3 separate regions of the Mus musculus genome follow, and regions 1 and 2 are each linked to region 3. A link is a contact called in public Hi-C and HiChIP or PLAC-seq data. All regions are on one chromosome and are shown on one strand. Each heading gives the region's core, a stretch centred on a gene start, on an enhancer-like site or on the middle of the called end of the contact. The rest is flanking DNA. Distances are from core to core; before and after follow the strand shown.

Region 1 (2,700 bases), core at 154-2,653, 130 kb before region 3:
ACCATAGTCAAGGAAGAACCCTTTTTTCTGCTGAGACTGGTCCCAGCCTGCTCCTGGCCCATCTGCTCCAGCCACACTCTTTGTATTGGTCTGCAGATTCATGGCTTAGGATTTTACCATGTGGGTTTTGCATAAACTTTACATTGGAACCCTCTGTCCCTGTGGTTGCCTGTTTGTCCTTTGGACTTCTCCTTAAATGTGGGTCTTCCACAGAGGCTGTACAGGGCAAGCTTATCTATAGCAACATTGGATGCACTCTACCATGACTCTGTCATTTAAGTTTCTGTGTGTCTGTCACCATCCATATTATTTTTATATGTATTTTCCTCTTCTCTTATTACTAAGCTATAAGAGCCAATATCTCTCTTTGTTCCCGGTGTTGTCTCTAGGGTCTGGAACCATGCCTGGGATATAGCAAACACTTGGTAGATATGAATGTTTGTTTACCTTAGTCCTTTAAATCCACTGAATAAATAAGAAGTGACAGTCAAAACAGGAGCAGAACACTTATATCCCTAAGCCTATGTCTCATATTGATTTCTCACATGCTCGAGATGCTTCCTCACAAAAACAAAACAGGAAATTTGTCAATTTTCACTCAAATATCTCTGTGGCTTTATTCCCTTACAGTTACCGCAAGCCATGATTTCCCTATTTGAAATGCACAGGGCTTTGCTGCTTGCATCCCTTCGAGACATACAGCAGGGGCCAAGTGAATGTTTATTGGAAGAATGAATGAACGGAACCTGTATCTAGGACAAAGCTCGGGGTTGGGTGACTGGTTGCCTGCCAGAGATGAATAACAGAATAAAGCCAGAGTGCCTGGCAACCTCTCAGCCCTGCTTGCAAATCTGCTAGTTATCAGGGGAATCGCTTTGGACAATGTCTTGAAGTCTGTTTGCCTTCCTCATTTCAGTTCACTGAATGGCTGCCCATGCTCTTTGCAAAGCGTTTGCCTCTTGTAGAAACTGTATAAATCACGTAGATACTTCGGTTTTCTCTTAATCTAAAGGCACCAGCTGTGATAATGTATCAAAGAAAAAAAAAGAAGTCTGCAAGCCAGCATTTCTCTTAGTATCAGGTGAAAGGCGTTAGTGCTTTTTGGTTTGTTTAAATCAAGCAAGTCTTGGAAAGGGATCACTCTGAAAGTCCCCAAACTGAAGACCTAGATTCTAGCCACTTTTCTTGGGTATGACACGTGTGTACAGGTTACTATGAACAGCTTGTTAAAGGCAGAGAGGAGTCAGACAGAATGAAGTAGATGCTGCTAAGACTGACAGACTAAGAGAGAAGTGCTTACTCTGAAGACAAGAAGACCTTCCTCCCTCTGGCCTGTCACTCCCCACAGAGAGGGATGCTATTCGCAGGAGCCACACTGCGGGTTGCTTGCTTCTAGCATAAGGTTCTGCCCATGCAGAGTGCCTGCTTTCTCCTTGTCTGGACCCTCTAATCTTCTGGCTGAGGGTGCAGCCTAGGAGACAGTATGCTCTTAGGCTCTTTGAAGGAATACATTTGCATCCTTTCAGCATGGATTTGGGAGTCAGGTTCTACCAAATTGTCGAGGTCAAATGTCAGCTCATGTTACTGCTGCCCAAGGTTGTTGTTGTTGTTGTTGTGTTTTTTTTTTTTTTCTACTTTCAAAGGAAATAAAAATAAGCGTTTGGCAGAACTTCTCCGTGCTCTAGGATGATAGGGTTAGCCATCTTCTCTACATTACTCATCATGTTCAGCAGGGTGGAAACAAATGCTTTCTATTGGAAATCATTGTGATTTTCTTTTTTTTTTTTCCATTTTTTATTAGGTATTTAACTCATTTACATTTCCAATGCTATACCAAAAGTCCCCCATATCCACCCACCCCCACTCCCCTGCCCACCCACTCCCCCTTTTTGGCCCTGGTATTCCCCTGTACTGGGGCATATAAAGTTTGCAAGTCCAATGGGCCTCTCTTTCCAGTGATGGCCGACTAGGCCATCTTTTGATATATATGCAGCTAGAGTCAAGAGCTCCGGGGTACTGGTTAGCTCATAATGTTGTTCCACCTATAGGGTTGCAGATCCCTTTAGCTCCTTGGCTACTTTCTCTAGCTCCTCCATTGGGAGCCCTATGATCCATCCATTAGCTGACTGTGAGCATCCACTTCTGTGTTTGCTGGGCCCCGGCATAGTCTCACAAGAGACAGCTACATCTGCGTCCTTTCAATAAAATCTTGCTAGTGTATGCAATGGTGTCAGCGTTTGGATGCTGATTATGGGGTGGATCCCTGGCTATGGCAGTCTCTACATGGTCCATCCTTTCATCTCAGCTCCAAACTCCGTCTCTGTAACTCCTTCCATGGGTGTTTTGTTCCCAAATCTAAGGAGGGGCATAGTGTCCACACTTCAGTCTTCATTCTCCTTGAGTTTCATGTGTTTAGCAAATTATATCTTATATCTTGGGTATCCTAGGTTTGGGGCTAATATCCACTTATCAGTGAATACATATTGTGTGAGTTTCTTTGTGAATGTGTTACCTCACTCAGGATGATGCCCTCCAGGTCCATCCATTTGGCTAGGAATTTCATAAATTCATTCTTTTTAATAGCTGAGTAGTACTCCATTGTGTAGATGTACCACATTTTCTGTATCCATTCCTCTGTTGAGGGGCATCTAGGTTCTTTCCAGCTTCTGGCTATTATAAATAAGGCTGCTATGAACATAG
Region 2 (2,700 bases), core at 24-2,523, 150 kb before region 3:
GAGCTTCTCAACGTTTTGCTTTGACTGTTGACGTAGGCACGCAGTCACAGGTATTGAATGCATCTAAAGAGCATCCGCTCAGGGGCCTCATCCATCCTTAAGTAGACCTACACATCATGCGTACCCTTCTGCCATTCGCCAGCAGGGATTTGTAATAGGCTCACCCTGGCCATTGTGCAAAGATTGGATCCTAAGTGAGGTATCTGGTACCCAAAGCAAGATAGCAATAGGATACAGCAAACGAGATGCTGCTGCTTGCCTTTTCTAGACAAAAAAAAAAGGCCATGCCCTCAATTTTGTCTTTATAATGCCACCTCCCTCTTTCATGCCCTTTAGTGACTGTTTCTTTCCTGGAGGCTGCAGGCTCTTAGGCTCTCTCACTCCACTCTCTCTGTGCGCTGTGTTGGTTCTTAAACCCAGACTCTACTTTTCAGTCTCCTCACTCATCCGTCCCTTCACTATGATGGCCGCATCTGGACTTGGAGATATTTTTGCAAAACCTTGACAGGCATTAGACAGGAGAAACAGTGGGGAATCGAGCGTGACACCTTTATGTACAATCATACCAAATGTGAGATTTCTCTGGGGAGTGTTGCCTATTGGAGCTAAGACCTCAAATGCAGCCACCCACTTAAAGCTATGGCTCCTTTCAATGAGAATGCCGTTCTACATAGACTTGGGCGGCATTTATTTATAAGAGAACATTACACCTAAGGTTGAAACACTCCTCTTCCCTGGCTCCAAGTATTATTCTACACCAGACCTCTCATTAGTGCACCCAAAGGGCACGTTCCCGTGAAAAGAGTGTCTTCAGTGTTCACCAATTCCGTTTAAAATCACACCCAAAGCAGGGTCTAACAACACTTTCCCAAAGAGAAAATTATACCCACACAAAGGCATTGGTTTGTTCTGATATAAGCCGACAGACAAACATCATTAAACCAGATTGTAACTCGTTCGCTCACATTAAAATATAAAGTAACCCGACTCATCGAGTTGTCCTTTGGGAAACAGACAGCCATGGGATGCACCCCACTTACCTGGAAGGATTTGGAAGAGGAGGCGGCAGCTTTGCTGCTGTGGTGTTCAGCCTACAACACGTGCGGCAAACACAAAGCCATCTCGGGCTGCATTTCAAGACAGAGGCAGGAGTGCTGCAGGAAGATGCTGTGAACTCCTTATATGGAAAAATGCCAGGCTGGAGCACTGTGCAGAACACGCTGAATTAAATGTGCACATCAAGGGAACAGCCTGTGTTAAATGCCCATCCGTTAAGATCAAAGCTTTCTGGCCTACTGCTAGCAGCGGGCCTGAAAAAGAAACAGCGACCTAATGCGGAGCTAGCAGAGGGCAGGTAGAATTGTCTTCCCCTGACTCAACCTTCCCACTGCTCTCTGTATCCAAACTCTGAATATTGTAAAGAGAGATAAAGGCTGGGACTAGGGAGACAGCTCAGAAAGTAAGGCTTTTCATTAGTCTCTGAAACTCATGGTTGAAAGAAAGAATCTACTACAGAACATTGTTGTCACACACACACACACACACACACACACACACACACAAATACTCACACGCACATACACACATTGTAATAATAAAAACAATTTTAAATTCAAAAGTGAAAGGTTTGATGTCTGGATTCCCTGCTGAACAACAACAGCAGAGGGAAGTGTTCCGCACTTACTGCTAGCAACTAGCATTTTGACTTGAATAACAAGGGACCGATTTTCGCTGATGGATTCTCAGGCTTTGCTACAGCCTGGTTATGCCCACCAAAGATTACAAGGAGAAATTATCTGTTCATTAGTGCTACTGTTACCACGCCTGCCACTCATGGCACATGATGGCGGTTTGAGTCTTTGCTCAGTGAATGGCAGATACAGCTCCCTAAGGTCAGGATGGAAGTGGGACTGCTTTTCCCAGTTTTTACCCCAACTAGTCCAAGGCCAAGAAATTAAATTCTTCAATAATTCAAAACATAGTCTAAAAATTATATAGACAGAACATTCTTCTAGGAAACTTGGAAGTTCAGAAAAAAAAAATAAATTAACTACAGTTTCACTGTCATCTTGATAATATTCGCCATTTTTCTCCCTGTCGCCAAAAGACTTCTTGCATAATATCAGCACGATATTTGCTATTTGGGGTATGGGACATATAATAAACCGCATTGTGTTTATTTCCCACACATAAGTTGATCATCATGCTTTGACACATGGACTCATGCGTGCTCTCTTACACTGAGTTGGGCCTTTGCCCTTCTCCTCATCCCTCACCCTGGGCAGAGACAAGTAATGTGTACATTTGTTGGTTTGTTTTCCAAAATCCAAATCTTCAGAGAATCTAGGGAATTTGCAGAGACATACATAGAGAGACTTGAGGAGGCCCAGGCTGAGAAGAGTTGAGGCAGCAGAAATTCTCCTGGATCATGTACTTGGAAAGGGAAGGGAGAGACCGGGGATTGCATTCTTTCCATTCGGGGAGTTGCCAGCCATCTTTAAAAAGACCACAAGGAAAAGGATGATGGTAAGCCAGGCCCTTCTACCCAGCTAAGATATCTGGATGTGTCTTTGATATCCAAAAGTATAGTCAGACTTGAAGGTAAGGTGGTGTTAGAAACCCAGGGAGAACTGACATTTCTATTCTGACATCATTCCTGTTTCCTCATGCGATGTCTCTGTCAGACTTTTAAAATCTTCC
Region 3 (2,700 bases), core at 161-2,660:
ATAATAAAAAGCTAACTCACAAACAGAAATATCCGATGTCACACAAAGGGCCCACTATTCCTGGGAACGAATCAATTTTTCAATAACTCTTAATGTAATTTGAGGTCTTCCATTATATAATACTCCTGAAAACAATTAAATTCTATAGTGTTTTCATTTAACCGTCCAGTTAGGATTCCTTAATACGTATATAAAAGTCATAAAATAAATTAAAAGTAAATGAAAGCAGATGTATAAAGTCCTTGATTCAGGAGGAAACCATGGGGAATGTTTGAGACTGGATAGTCAAATATTTATGTTGCTGAGTTTACCAACAGAGGTGGATTCTGAAGGGAAGCAACACATTCCAAATGGAGTGCTTTCTAATCTTCTCATCCCATTCATAAAACGCCGCTCTGTTATGCAATGAGCCCATTTAGCTTGGCTAACAAACATAGACTTATGTTTAGCCTTAATCAGTTGTACACAGATAGGAGAAACAAGTCTTTAGCTTGGCTAACAAACATAGACTTATGTTTAGCCTTAATCAATTGTACACAGATAGGAGAAACAAAACTAGTCTTTACTTAAAAGCATAACTTAGGTGACTAGCTCCAAAAGAGGTACTCTTCATTTCTGAAGGAAGTAAACCCGAAGAATGTGATTAAAATGGGGAATCTAGTGGTACAGTGAATGGCCACCTCATCACAGGAATGCTGGGGAAGAGAGGGTCCTCGAAACGTTTCCGGCCAGTTAAGCAGACATAGATCAAGGATGTCATAGCTCTGAGATAACTGTGAATGTGTTTGCTCTTTACCTCTGATACTAGGACCCTAATCTTTTTTGCCCTTTCTTTTCTTTTATCTTTCTTGTTTTTTAGACCACTTTGGGGGATACTGACACTGACATTTCTTTCTTAATGTCCTTAACCAAGCTGAATTCGCTCTACCCAGTCGAGATGGAGAACTCTCAGTAAATTCGTGAGAAAATTCTCCAGTTCACACCGCTATCACTAACCCAGGAAGCCAAGACCATCAAAGACAACAAGAGATGGGCTGTCCTCACTTTGTTAGCTCGTGTTTTCATTTTCCACACTCAACCTCCTAGGGAGCCCAGAAAGAAAATGAACAACCCTATCTATCTTTCATCAAGTCCCCTGAGCTGCTAGAGAGACCCTCTCAGTTTCTCCGAGACCATTCTTTCTTTCTTTGTAGACCCACCTGCATGGGCGCCTCGTGTCTCATTGTAGGCAAATGTCCTTTCTCTCTTGCTAGGACAGCGCTGGTCCGGGAGCCTGGTCAAGCGTGCACAGCCTGCGCGCTCCCCGCAACACTCCGCACGCGTGGGGCTCTGTAGCCCGCTCCAACATCAGCACCGGAGCTGTCCGCTCCTGACTCCGCACAAGCGTTCTGGCCAGGGACCCCGTGAGCTTCTGGGAGTTGTAGTCTAATCTTAAGAGGCAAATGCTCAAATGGGAAAATTGTGAACTACAATTCCCAGAGACCCAGAAAGATTTCCCTCGGGCTAGCCCCTCCAGCTGCACTGGGCGGTGGAAACCTCCCTTCTTTCCAGTTACACCGGTTGTTCTCGCTCTCAGCCTGCCTAACCATTTCTTCAAAGAGCGCTAGCGACAATAACACCAATTCATCCCAAACTAGGACTTTTTCTTCACAGTATCGCTTTTGGAAGCCAGACTGTATCTCTCTGGCTAGAAAACGCAGCACTTTGTTCTAATTTCCAATGCAAATGGGCTTTACCTTATCTCTATCCTGAACCCGGAAAGTTTATACTTACCCAGAGTGGAGTAGTTTTACAGTCTTATTCAACGATCGTGCGGGGAAAACGGCAGTGGGTGGCACACACATAAGAAAAGCGGTTCATCCGCAAGACTGAATTGAGAAGATCGGCACGCACGCAAACGCGAACACACACACACACACACACACACACACACACACACACATATCCACAAAAGCTAGATTTCTGACTGAGCCCGCCAGGCACTCCTTTCTGTTTACCTTTCCATACAGCTCCATTGCAGCCGGAGGTTCTGATAGCCTCAAGTAAGTCTCCCCACTACAAAGGAGATGAAGGTCTTATGCAGGCGAAAGAGCACAATGGAAAGGCTTGGAGGAGTGGTTTGCGAGACCGAAATGAGGGATGGAAGGGACAGCGGGTTTAGATGGAGGGCTTTCTTTCAGAGGGAAACCCAGAAGTCTTCTAGTGACAGCTGCAAAGAAAAGGCTGCTAGTCTCCTAAGAAGTGCCAGGGGCGCCCGTGCCAAGCGGCCCCTCCCCTAGCCCTCCCAGCACACACACTACCTGAGTGCTGCAGAGCTGATAGGGCACTGGGTTATTTACCAAAAGCAAGTCACACAAAATGAACACATTCATCACCAGAGCCCTGGAGCACCTTCACGGAATGAGATGGGAGATCTAGATTAAGTTAGCCGGTCAGTCCTTTCTTAAACGCGCGTGCAGCTATTCCTTTTATATTGCAATTACTCTCCTCCTGGAACGTTTCATACCATGACCTTCACGTCTCTAAACTGGACATTTATGTGCTTTTGTCAACTTCTAATGTGTGAGAGGACTTTTGTCGTCCGTCGCTGAGACAAGTCCTCTCCCCTCCAGAATGCAAGCTATCTGTGACCCCCCCCCCACCTTTTCAAGATGTCAGATTTATGACATGAGAGGCAGAGTCAAAGTTGAAACCCTCATG

What was found. Hi-C and Micro-C count contacts between places; a contact is called where the count stands out from the background. HiChIP or PLAC-seq counts read pairs in DNA pulled down with a chosen protein or histone mark.
Region 1: a contact with region 3 is called in a Hi-C map of cortical neurons, with 2.2 times the contacts expected there. The contact joins the enhancer-like site here to the promoter of Rab3c in region 3. A contact is called at or near these places in 1 of 39 promoter capture datasets (macrophages), 4 of 484 Hi-C or Micro-C datasets (cerebellar granule neurons, cerebral cortex and cortical neurons), 5 of 115 datasets of contacts at active chromatin or transcription factors (embryonic forebrain, embryonic hindbrain, embryonic midbrain and 2 more) and 2 of 9 other capture datasets (macrophages and pancreatic islet).
Region 2: a contact with region 3 is called in an H3K4me3 HiChIP or PLAC-seq map of embryonic forebrain, with 5 times the contacts expected there. The contact joins the enhancer-like site here to the promoter of Rab3c in region 3. A contact is called at or near these places in 2 of 39 promoter capture datasets (3T3-L1-derived adipocytes and macrophages), 2 of 484 Hi-C or Micro-C datasets (cerebral cortex and cortical neurons), 6 of 115 datasets of contacts at active chromatin or transcription factors (embryonic basal ganglia, embryonic forebrain, embryonic hindbrain and 3 more) and 2 of 9 other capture datasets (adipose tissue and pancreatic islet).

Annotation. Positions count from the first base shown.
Region 1 is chr13:110,144,423-110,147,122 of GRCm38.p6, forward strand. The region is part of intron 3 of Rab3c (RAB3C, member RAS oncogene family); the gene reads right to left. Among named protein-coding and RNA genes, the nearest start is that of Gm41057, 35 kb to the right of the region's middle. Within about 2 kb of position 1,404, at least 22 of the 459 cell types and tissues checked have an H3K27ac peak or open chromatin away from gene starts, as enhancers often do. A contact at or near this core is called in cerebellar granule neurons and cortical neurons, where this site is marked.
Region 2 is chr13:110,126,643-110,129,342 of GRCm38.p6, forward strand. The region is part of intron 3 of Rab3c (RAB3C, member RAS oncogene family); the gene reads right to left. Among named protein-coding and RNA genes, the nearest start is that of Gm41057, 53 kb to the right of the region's middle. Within about 2 kb of position 1,274, at least 23 of the 459 cell types and tissues checked have an H3K27ac peak or open chromatin away from gene starts, as enhancers often do. A contact at or near this core is called in cerebral cortex, embryonic forebrain and forebrain, where this site is marked.
Region 3 is chr13:110,278,796-110,281,495 of GRCm38.p6, forward strand. It overlaps Rab3c (RAB3C, member RAS oncogene family), which reads right to left and starts at 1,411. Exons shown (of 5, transcript NM_023852.5): 1 at 1,200-1,411. The coding sequence starts at 1,223.